Regions from separate parts of the Ovis aries genome. Here all the other regions are linked to region 1. The links are chromatin contacts, called in public Hi-C maps. All regions are on one chromosome and are shown on one strand. Each heading gives the region's core, a stretch centred on a gene start, on an enhancer-like site or on the middle of the called end of the contact. The rest is flanking DNA. Distances are from core to core; before and after follow the strand shown.

Region 1 (3,834 bases), core at 670-3,169:
GGACCCGCCACGGCCGCGCGCGGGTGGGGGTGGGGGGCGTCCGGGCTACATGTGCCGCTTCATGTGCAGCGCCAGGTGGTCGGAGCGCGAGAAGGCACGGTCGCACAGGTGGCACTGGAAGGGCCGGTGGCCCGTGTGCTTGCGGTAGTGGCGCGTGAGCTCGTCCGATCGCGCGAACTTCCAGCCGCAGCCTTCCCAGTTGCAGTGGTAGGGCTTCTCGCCTGCAGGGAGAGGGCGAGAGCGGGTCTTAGTTTTCCTCCGGTACTCACCCCGCTGCTTAGTGGCTACTCGGGTGCGCACATCCTACCCTTAACCAGCTCTCCGAAGTGCTCCCGGCTACTTTTTGAACCCGTAGGCATCCTAGGCACAGGATCCCTCACTCCCCGGTCTCGCGATCCTCACTCCCCGGGTGTCCGAGGCGCACCCTGTCCGGACGCTCCTCGGTGTCTAGAGCCACGCCCCCAGGGGGCCCCTAAGCCTGCACTCTCTCCGCAACAGTCCGAGACACAGGGTCCCCCTAGGTTTCCTAAGTGCTCACCCCTGCCCAAAGTCCCGAGCCACGCTCCCAGGAGGATCCTAGGGGCGCACTCACGCCCCCGGTTCCCGAACCACGCCCCCAGGGGGCTTTCTAAGACCTCGCCCCCTGCCCAACCCTCGCGCTACGCCCTCTGGGGGTTCCTAAGCACGCCCTTCCGCTAGCGCGCCCCCGCAGTGGTCCCCGGCCCGTGCTCGGCGCCCACCTGTATGCGTGCGCAGGTGCGCCTTGAGGTGCGAGCTCTTGGTGTAGGTCTTGCCGCAGCCCGCGTAGCTGCAGGTGTGCGTGGCCGTGCGTTTCCGCGGCCAGGACCGGCGGCCGCGCTTGGGCTTGGCCTCCAGCAGCTCCAGCGGAGACGCAGGCGGCGTGAGGAGACCTCGGGCGGCGGGTGGCGCCAAACCCAGAGCCGCCGCGGCGGCGGCCGCGTCGTCAAAGAGACCGAAGGCGGCGGGCGCGGACGGCGCGTAATGCAGGCCGGGCCCGGGCGCGCCGAAGCCCGGGCCGCCGAAGGGAGGCGGGAAGGGGGCGCGCGGGCCGGGTGCAGGCAGGCGCGCGGGGCCATCAGGGCTGAGCGGTGGCGTGTCGGCCGGTGGCGGGGGCCGGCCCCCGGGGCCTCGCATGCACGCGGCTGCCGGGCCCGGGGCGCCTTCGCGCTTGAGGCCCCGTGGTCCGCGGGCCAGGCCGGGCGGGCAGCCGTAGCCGCCGCCGCCACCGTCCGCCTCGGGGGGCTCAGCCTTCACTAGGCGGCCCGGCGGCGCCAGCAGAAAGCGACCGTGCAGCGCGGGTCCCGGTGGCACGTCCAGTTCGGGCCGCAGCAGCTCGGACACCAAACCGCCCGCGGGGGCGCCATAGGGAGGCGGCGCGCCGGGGTCCGGGTAGTAGAACGCGGGCGGCGGGGGCGGCGGGGGCGGCGGGGGCTCCGGGGCGGACTCAGCTCCCAGGCCGTCCAGCCCCATGGACAGGATGAAGTCCAACACGTTGTTGAGGTCGTCGTCGGTGCCGCCTGCCTCGGGCTCGGTGCGCGGCCAGCGCTGCGGGTGACAGGGCGATAGGCGCGGGAGTGAGCGCGCGGTGGGGTGGGGATCGCGGCCCGCTACCCGCCTTCCATCACCCTGAGCCCGCCGTGCCTGCCGCCTGCGTTCTCCTACCCCGCAGCCCACGTTCTGCTACCCTGAGCCAGCCGCCCCCGCCGCCCGCGGTCCCTGCCGCCCTCACCTCCTGCAGGCCGCGCTCCCGGCACGGGTTAGCGAAAGTGGAGAAGGACGGGAGGATGGGCTCGCTCAGCGCCATGGCTGGGACCTGGGGCTGACGCGGACTCGGGACACCGGTGAGAGGCTGCCCGAAGCCGGGCTGGTCGGGGCGCGGGCGGGCGGGGACGGCTCTGCGGGCCGCGGCCGGGCCCGCCCAAGCCTTATAGGCGCGGCGCGCGCGGGGGCCGGGCCAAGGCGGCGGCGGCGGAAACGCGTCCCGGATGGGGACGAGCTCCGGGCGCAGCCTAAATTTAGCCGCGGTATATAAGCCGGCGGGCGGCGGCGGCGGCCGTGGCCACTGAGGCCGCCAGGGCCCTGCACGGCCGGCTCGGCCCCGAGCGCCAACAGCCAGGCCGCGCCCCCCCCCCGGGCCCGCCCCCGCCCGTCTCCCAGGCGACGGCGTCAACACACGCCGCACAACAGCAGCGTGACGCTCAGGGATCCCCGCTGTCCCTTCGTGGGCTCCCGCCTGCGTGAGGACAGGGAGGACCCGGAGCGGGGAATAGCGTCGGGGACCCGGGACTGTGAATGGACCAGGATCCCTGACGGATGGGGAGATGGGCCCCGCAGTCACAGAAGGGTCCCCCAAATCCTTGATGGATGGGGGTAACGGGTCCGGCGAGCTCAGGGTGGTGTTCCCTGGACTCATGATGGATGGAGAGACTCAGCGACTCATTTCCTTGGGACCCACCAAGCCCTGATCTACTGCTAGGTCCACCACTCTGCTCGCATGATGATACCAAGAAGTGTTAAGTTTTTGAGAGGCTCCGTCTCAAGGAAGCCCTTCAGGGAGGGGAAACTGAGATTCCGAACGTGCTGGGAGAGGCTTGAGGTCTGACAGCTGTCCACAGGCTTGGTGCCTTTTCTGACTCATGTAAGTGAAGAGACTCAAGACAAGGAATCTGACAATATAGACCCAGAACAGCGGGGCCGGTGGCAACAAACCTCCGCTGGGAGCCTCTTAAACACGGCCCCCTAGGTGCCTCACACCATGCTTGAGGACCTGCCAGGAAGGGACTGTCCCTTCTGCTGTTACTGCGTGCTGTTCTCTGTGGGCACTGGAAACGCATTTGCCAACAGGCAGACAAATCCCTGCCTTCGAGGCTTTCACTGTAATGAGGGGTGGGGGGTGGGGAGGAGATGTCAAATGAACAGCTATTTAGGGGAAAGCAGGGGCCGGAGAAGGCAATGGCACCCCACTCCAGTACTCTTGCCTGGAAACTCCCATGGACAGAGGAGCCTGGTGGGCTGCAGTCCATGGGGTCGCTAAGAGTCTGAGACGACTGAGCGACTTCACTTTCACTTTTCACTTTCATGCATTGGAGAAGGAAATGGCAACCCACTCCAGCGTTCTTGCCTGGAGAATCCCAGGGATGGAGGAGCCTGGTAGGCTGCCGTCTATGGGGTCGCGCAGAGTCGGACACGACTGAAGCGACTTAGCAGCAGCAGCAGCAGCAGCAGGGGCTGGAGATAGGTCGTGAGTGTGTGTGAGACGGGGAGAGAGAGAATGTGTGGAATTTTGAACCTCACCCAAGAGGAGATGTGTGAGTCAAGATGTGGGGGGAAGGGGAGCCAAGTGGTTATCAAAGGGAGAGTATCTCATGGTGTAACCTGGAGCCGGTATCCAGCCTTGGCCTCTTGATACCAGCACTCACATTCAGGCTTGGAGGTGTCCATGATCAGGTAGTGTCCCACAGCCAGGCGGGGAGGGGTGCAGGCAGCTCCTAACCTGAAAACCTTCCCTGGGGTCCGGAGACTTTGTCACGGATAGAGTCTGGACCCCCCCCCCCAAAGCCAGGGCCACTGCAGGGGGACCCCCTTGCCATCCCGCAGATGCCAAGAGACCCTCTTTGGGGTCCACAGTCCTGGATCCTCCCAGCTGGAAGGAGCCTCAGGGGTGTGCCATCCTATTATGATTCATCAGATTGTGGATTAGGCAAACACTTGTTGATAAGCCCTGTTTGCCAGCTGTGGGGCACCCAGAGGTGCTTTCAGTCCATCACAGTTCATGACTTCAAGTTGAGCTCCAACATGCTTCCTGCAGCCAGC
Region 2 (3,834 bases), core at 830-3,329, 56 kb after region 1:
GGTCAGCGAGTGCTTATGGGGACAGGCTCTCTTTTGGGGGTGATGAAAATGTTCTGGAACTAGAGATGATGGTGAACTAGAGATGGTGGCTGCATAACCTTGTGAACCTGCGAAGCCCACTGAGTTTACTTCAAAACAGTAAATTTCATGTTATGTGAATTTCATTGCCAAAAAAAAAAGCAACTCAGCTCTACCCTTGGGTTCAAGGAAAGGAAGTGTCTGGAAGCAGGTGGGGGAGATAACGGCATATCAGCAACACCTGTGAAAAAAACTTCGGGGTTCCGTTGGGTTGATATGACTCAGCAGGGGGAGGGGAGCGGGACGCAGTGAATATCTGCCACTCAGCGGGGGTATAGGGTCCGGAAGAGGGAGGTGGGTTCCCTGGCCAGATCACAGCCGTGGAGTGAGGCAAAGACAAAGAGCGGGGGATTCCGGGAAGAGCTCTGCAGGGCTGAGAAAATTTCAAAACCCATCCCTTCAAAGAGAAATAGTCAGTGTGAACTTTAGAGCTGGGCTGATTGCATTCAAATCCCAAACTCTGCCACTTACCAGTTGTTGTGGCCTTGGGCAAGCCACTTGGGCTCTGAGTCTCAGCTTCCTCCACTGTGAAATGGGGTTAAGAAGAGGACCTGTTTTGAGACTTCCCTGGTAGTGCAGTGACTGGGACATCGCGCTCCCAATGTGGTAAGGGTCAGGGTGGAGGGTCTGGGTTCGACCCCTGGCTGGGGAACTGGATCCCACATGCGAAGAGTTTGCACACCGCCACAAAGGAGGATCCCAAGTGCCACAATTAAGACTCAGCACAGCTGGATGAATAAATATTAAAAAGCAAATAAAAGAATAGGATCTGTTTCATAGCAGCTGTGAGAACTCAGTGCCTTGGGGTAAATGCATTATTCCCAGCACAGGGAATGGCATAGGGAAAGCTCTGGAGACGTGAAGCTGTGCCGCAGAGTGATGATGAATGGTGAGCAGACCTGGAGAGAGGCTGGGTTTCCGCCTCCGATACACCCAGGACACAGTAGGTGTGCAGACGGCTTCAGATGCCTGCCCTGGCCTGGAGGAAATGAGCCAATTCCATCCTCTTTGCTTCAGGTTGGCCCCTAGGAATTAAAGCCCCCCCGCCCCCCCGCCCAGTTCTAGTCTAAAGAAGTTATACAAATGAGCAAGCACATAAAAAGACGCTCAACATCATTAATCATCAGGGAAATGCAAATCAAAACCACAAAGCGATACCACCTCACACCCATGAGGGCGGCTCCTATCAAAAACAAAGAAAATAACAAATGTTATCGAGGATGTCGAGAAATTGGAACACTTGTGCACTGTTGGGGGGGAAAGTGAAAAGGTGCAGCTGCCGTGGAAAGAGTACAGGAGTTCCTCGAAAAATTAAAAATAGAACGACCTTACGATCCAGCAACCTCACTTCTGGGTAGATCCCGCAAAGAACTGAAATTGGGGTCTCTAAGAGATCCTTGTCCACCCGTGTTCATAGCAGCATTTTCCACAGTAGCTGAAAGGTGGAAGCCACCCAAGTGTCTAGCAAAGGATGGGTGAATAAGCACAGCGTGGTCCATCCATACAGCGGAATATTATTCAGCCTTTAAAGGAAAGGAACCTCGCACACTACACGGATAAACCTGGAAGACAGTATGCTGAGTAAAACAAGCCAGCAGCAAAAGGACAAGCGGGCATGATTCTGCTTAGGTGACGTTCCTAGAGCAGATTCACAGAGAGAGAGCAGAATGCTGGTGGCTAGGGGCTGGGGGCGGGGGAGTGGGGAGTGAGCATTTAACCAGGACAGGGTTTCGTTTTTGCAAGGTGAAGGGCACTTGGAGATGGGTGGTGACGATGGTGTGAATGTACTCGGGGCCACTGAGCTGTGCATTTAAAAATAGTTAAGATGGTGAATTTTATGTTACATGAATTTTACCACAATTTTTACCACAATTTGAAAAACCACACACACTCTGAGATGTGTCTGTAAGAGAATAGATAATTCATTTGTACCCAGGGTGGGGCTCGCTGGGTGATGCAGGGTGAACATCTCGTTCTCTGGGTGCCCGTTTCCTCCACTGCAAACTGGGGCTGTGGGGCCACCCCCCGGTGTCATTAGGAAGGTTAAGATGTCGTGTGGGGAAGCCAGATGGGGTTGGGAAGGGGCGTCCCACATTTCGCAGGTCCTGCTTGGGAAATCAAACCTTGCATGTTCTATTTTGGCTGATTGAGCACCATGCCTGCACTTGATTGCACAGAAAGATGCCAAGCACTTTGAGCAACCATAAAACGAAAACTTGGGGCTTCCCTGGTGGCTCAGTGGTAAGGAATCTGCCTGCCGATGCAGGAGATGCGGGTTCGCTCCCTGGTCCGGAAGGATCCCACGTGCTGAGGAGTAACTAAACCCCTGCGCCCCAACTACTGAGCCGTGCTCTAGAGCTTGTGCTCGGCAGCAAGAGAAGCTGCCACAACGGGGAGCCTGCGTGCCCAGACTAGAGAGGAGCCCCTGCTCTCTGCAACGAGAGGAAAGCCTGGGCAGCAGCAAAGACCAGCACAGCCAAAAATAAATAAATAAAATTCTAAAAAAATTCTAAAATTCTAAAAATTCTAAAAAAACAAAAAACCCCCCACAAACTTGCTGGTGTTTGTCCCGTGCCTGCCACGTGCCTGGCCAGCATTGTATCCGCCCATTTTACAGAAGAGGGAACTGAGGCTCAGAGAAGTGAAGTGACTCGCTCCAGGTCACCCAGCAGGATGTGGCTGGGGTGGAACTAGAAGCTCTAATTTGCCTGAGCCCAAGCCGTGAAGGCCCTGAAAAACAGGGGAAGGCTCCCCTTGATGGTTCAGAGACATGGGCAGCACTGGTTTCTTCTGACACAACACAGCATGGTTGGGTGGCCAGAACTCTGTTCTAGCTGTACAACTCTTTCATAAAGGCAAAATATATCCATTTTCTTCTCTATGGTGAAGAAGTGGGGGAAAGTGCTACTTTATAAAATGTGCTGCCTAAATGCTATTGTGGGAAGGAGGGATCATCCCCGATGAGCCCCTGGAACAGCAGAGGGAGGCCTGGAGAAAATCCAAAAAAGGTCTGGAGTTTGGCAAACAGAGTTGTTCCAAGGTTGTTGTTTGGTCAACAATGTTACCCAAACTCATGTCCATTGAGTTGGTGATGCCTTCCAACCATCTCATCCTCTGTTGTCCCCTTCTCTTCCAGCCTTCAATCTTTCCCACCATCAGAGTCTTTTCCAATGAGTTGGCTCTTCAAATCAGGTAGCCCAAGTATCAGAGCTTCAGCTTCAGCATCAGTCCCTCCAATGTGTATTCAGGGTTGATTTCCTTTAGGATTGACTGGTTTGATCTCCTTGCAGTCCAAGGGACTCTCAAGAGTCTTTTCCAGCACCACAGTTCAAAAGCATCAGTTCTTTGGCACTCTTTATGGTCCAATTCTTTATGGTCCAAGACTTCTTTATGGTCCAATTCTCACGTCTGTACATGACTACTGGAAAAACCATAGCTTTGACTAGACAGACCTTTGTCAGCAGAGTGGTGTCTCTGCTTTTTAATATGCTGTCCAGGTTTGTCATAGTTTTCTTCCAAGGAGCAAGCATCCTTTAATTTCATGGCTGCAGTCACTGTCTGCAGCTATCTAATTGCTCCCTTTTGACAAATGGACTGCAGACATGGGAGAAGATGGCTTTGGGGAGGCTGAGGAGTGGAGGTAGGGGACACAGAACTCTTTGTACATCATTGCAACTTTTCTGAAATAATAGTCTGGATGAGCTAAAACTTTCCAAAGTAAAAACTTCCTTTTCATGAAGTCAACATGAATTTTGG
Region 3 (3,834 bases), core at 370-2,869, 39 kb after region 1:
AGTCCGTGGGGTCGCTGAGGGTCGGACACGACTGAGCGACTTCCCTTTCACTTTTCACTTTCATGCATTGGAGAAGGAAATGGCAGCCCACTCCAGTGTTCTTGCCTGGACAATCCCAGGGACGGGGGGAGCCTGGAGGGCTGCCGTCTCTGGGGTCGCAGAGTCGGACACGACTGAAGCGACTTAGCAGCAGCAAGTTCTTTATAGAATGCCCTGGTGAACCTTTTGATATGTGTAGGACTTGTCCCCAGGGTCCCCTCTCTCCTTCCTGACATTGATCATTTGTGTTTTCTTTTATTTTTCTGATCCATGTGGCTCAGCCCAGGATGAGAAGCCCCACACCTTGGTGTTGACTTTGTCCCAAAATTCGGGCAGTAGTGGGCTTTGTTGTTCTCGCTGTTCTGATGGCAGTGACATCAGAGGTCCTTTTGGAAAGATCACCCCGCCTGTGTACGGGGTGCGAACAACCTGCCTATGTAAAGGTGATGGTCACCCATCTTCCGGCTGCACCCTTCGAGCTCCCTAACTTTAACTTCTAAGCATAGAACAGAAAGAACTCTGGGCCCTGTGAAGTCCAAAGTCCCTGGCTCAGATCTGTTCCTTTTTGTCAGGACTGGGCTAGGGTAAGGCAAGTGAGGCCTCTGAGTGTAAAATTGAAAGAGGTGTCCATCAGCGGGCTTGTGGAAGGCAAGGTTGGAAAAAGCTCACAGAGACAACGTGGCCACGGCATCTTGGGTTACCGTGACAACAGGGGATGCTAATCCCCGCTTGCTACACCTGTGAAGAGGGGGAGGAGATGGAATTAGAACTGATGCACGGATTAAATACATAATAATATGCCACACCTGGGGAAGTAAACATCCTGGAAATAAGGATGGTGTGTGCATGCTCAGTTGTGTCCCAGTCTTTGTGCCTCCATGGACTGTGTCCCTCCAGGCTCCTCTGTCCAAGGGATTCTCCAGGCAAGGAATACTGGAATTGGTTGCCATTTCCTCCTCTAGGGGATCTTCCCAACTCAGGGATCAAACCCGTGTCTCCTGCATTGGCAGGCGGATTCTTTGCCACTGAGCCCCCTTGGAAGAATTCATAATAATTATTCAGCTTCCTTAGAGCCTCTGTGCTAAGTATTTAGTGCTTACAACAATGTAGGAACCATTATTTGCTCCATTTTACAGATGAGAATACTGAGATCCCGAGCTCGTGGCAGAGACAGGATTCGAACTCCGGCTGTCAGACCCCCAGCCTGTGTGCGCTTTGGTCCTCACTGCCAACCGAAATCACAGCTCCACCCGAGTTCCTCTCTGCTTGGGTTTGCATATTCGGCTGGAGAAAAGTGATTTAAAACAGGAACACCCACGGTGGCCCTGACTCTGCCTAAGTTCTGGAAGCGGGGCAGCCTCAGGACTCTGAACTTGGCTGGTGTTTTCCCCTAGCCCCAGGGGCCCAAGGACCAGGATTTGGCCTGTCTTAGGCCCCAAACCACCTGCTCGGCCCAGCGTCCAGCCGGCCTGCGTGCGAGTGAGGCAGAGAGGGGACCCTCCGCCGTCCTTATATACCGGGGTTATTTTTAACCCGGCCTTCCAGAACATTACGGAGCTTCCTCTCTCCGACTCTCAGGAAGCCCTACTTGGCTGTGTTTCCTGCTAACACGCGGCCCTGAGATTGCTGAGAACAACAGGCTCAAGACTGCTCGGCTCCGGGGGAAAAAAAAAAACCTGGCCCCCTTTCAAAGCCCTGACAAAACCCTTCAAGAGCCCAGCGCTGCCGCCAGCCAGAGCATGGCCCCCACAGCGCTGACAAATTGGTCCAGACTGTGTCCAGGGCCCCCAGGCAGGGGGCCCCCAACTCCATCATCCCTTCCCAAGGTGGGTAGAAAAACCTGTGTCCTCCACCCCACCCCCACCACACCCCGTGGAGAGACAAATACTTGCCTTGGTGGATTTTTTTATGCTTCTGTTTTTTTTTTAAATTTTTACCTGTGTATTTTTACTGAGGGGAAATTCACGTAACATAAAATTAGTCATTTTCAAGTGGAACAGTTGGTGGCATTGAGTCCGTTCACCGTGTTGTGCAACTCTCTCCTCTATCGCGTCCCAAACATTTTCGCCACACCAAAATGAGATCCCGTCCCCGTCAGCAGCCCCCATTCCCGCTCCTCCAGCCGCTGCAGCCACTGATCTGCTTTCTGTCTCTATGGCTTGGCCTGTCGTGGACACTTCTTAGAGGTGGACTCATGCGCCGTGTGGCTTCCAGCGTCTGTCTCCTCTCCCATAGCGTCACGTTTTCGAGGTTCGTCCACATTGCGGGATGAATCAGCGCTTCACTCCTGTTTATGCCTGAGTACTGTTCCACTGCATGGATGCCCCTGTGTTTTGCGTTATCCACTCCACTGTGGTTTTCTGTTTGTTTTGGCGGCAGCACGCGAGATTTTAAGCTCCCTGACCAGGGACTGAATCCATGCCCCCTGCGGTGGAAGCTCGGAGTCTTGACTACTGGACTGCCAGAGAAGTCCCTGCTTGTTGATGGATGGATGTTGCTTTCCAACATACTTTGAAGGCTTAGGTTTGGAAGAAATTATTTTTGTCAGTGCTGTGTCATTTTTTTCTTGGAAGTGTGGCTGTTTGAGAGCAGAGCGAGTCATCCATGGTGTCTGCGATTTGGCAGCAGGTGCAGAGGAAAAGTGCTTGGCGACAGAGGCATCTCAGCACTTCCGTTCTGGCTGGTTTGACCTGTTCTTCCCGTGGTCTCCCGTGCGCAGTGATGGTTTCTCACGGAGAGGCAGTGAGCTGTGGGGGCAGCTAGGATCTGGTTCAATCCAGCCTCCTTCACTTAACAACCGTGGGATGCTGGACAAAGCCCTTTGGTTCTCTTAAAGCCTCAAACCCTTATTCTTTGACATCATCCCCCAGTGTCCAGAGATCTTTGTGCTGGGAGGGCCCCCTCCTTTGCAGATGAAGAAACTGAGATTTAAAGAGGGTGTATGACTTGCCCAGGGTCTCAGGGGTACACGAAGCTCAGAGGTGGGGCTCGCCTGGTGGTCCGGTGGTTAAGACTATGCTTCCACTTCAGGGGATGCAGGTTTGATCCCTGGTCAGGGAACTAAGATCCCACATGCCATGTGGTGCAGCCAAAGGGAAAAAAAAGAGGAAACAAAACACAAAAAGTGCCAGGGATGCAGCCCCAGCCTGATCTTGGGTGGGCCCCTCTCCTGGTCGGGGGCTGGCATCCTTGTGAGCAGCCCTTCTCCTGACCTTCCTGGGGTCCTTTCTTTGGCCCCTCAGAGAAGCCGCTGCCTCCTTTCCCAGGTTTTCTTGTCAATACCTCCTGGGGTCACCCCTCCATCTGTGGCTTTGTCTCAGATAAGATCTTGTCACCGTGTCTAAAGACATTTGCCTGAGTCAGTGGTTCTTACCTGAGGGCGATTCTGCACTCCAGGGGATGTCTGGCAATGTCTGGGGACATTTTTGGTTGTCACAACTGGGGGTAGAGGGTGCTGTTTGCTTTGAGTGGGTAGAGACCAGAGACGCTGCTCAACACTCTACAGGGCCCAGGATGTCCCCGACCCACAGGGCTGATGGACCCCAAATGTCAGTAGCGCTGAGATGAGAGAGACCCTGCCTCAACATGCAAGAGGCCCTGTTTGCTGTCTGTCTGTCTGTCATCAATCAGTCCATCATCCGTCAGTTGGTCATCTAGTTATCATCTTTCAATCACCAATAAACCATCTATCAATTATGTATCTCCCATCCATCTAATTGTCTGGCATCTATCTGTCAGGCGTCTGTCTATATCATATGTACTCCTGGTGGCTCAGATGGTAGAGAATCTGCCTGC

Evidence for each region. Hi-C and Micro-C count contacts between places; a contact is called where the count stands out from the background.
Region 2: a contact with region 1 is called in a Hi-C map of blood, with 2.0 times the contacts expected there. The contact joins the enhancer-like site here to the promoter of KLF2 in region 1. A contact is called at or near these places in 3 of 16 Hi-C or Micro-C datasets (blood and mesenteric adipose tissue).
Region 3: a Hi-C map of tail adipose tissue shows a contact between it and region 1, with 2.6 times the contacts expected there. The contact joins the enhancer-like site here to the promoter of KLF2 in region 1. A contact is called at or near these places in 3 of 16 Hi-C or Micro-C datasets (mesenteric adipose tissue, muscle and tail adipose tissue).

The regions. Positions count from the first base shown.
Region 1 is chr5:6,465,685-6,469,518 of ARS-UI_Ramb_v3.0, forward strand. It overlaps KLF2 (KLF transcription factor 2), which reads right to left and starts at 1,920. Exons shown (of 3, transcript XM_015095770.4): 1 at 1,751-1,920; 2 at 741-1,566; 3 at 1-221. The coding sequence starts at 1,825. The coding sequence ends at 46.
Region 2 is chr5:6,521,317-6,525,150 of ARS-UI_Ramb_v3.0, forward strand. No RefSeq gene overlaps it. Among named protein-coding and RNA genes, the nearest start is that of KLF2, 56 kb to the left of the region's middle. Within about 2 kb of position 2,080, at least 3 of the 54 cell types and tissues checked have an H3K27ac peak or open chromatin away from gene starts, as enhancers often do.
Region 3 is chr5:6,505,437-6,509,270 of ARS-UI_Ramb_v3.0, forward strand. No RefSeq gene overlaps it. Among named protein-coding and RNA genes, the nearest start is that of KLF2, 40 kb to the left of the region's middle. Within about 2 kb of position 1,620, at least 16 of the 54 cell types and tissues checked have an H3K27ac peak or open chromatin away from gene starts, as enhancers often do. A contact at or near this core is called in tail adipose tissue, where this site is marked.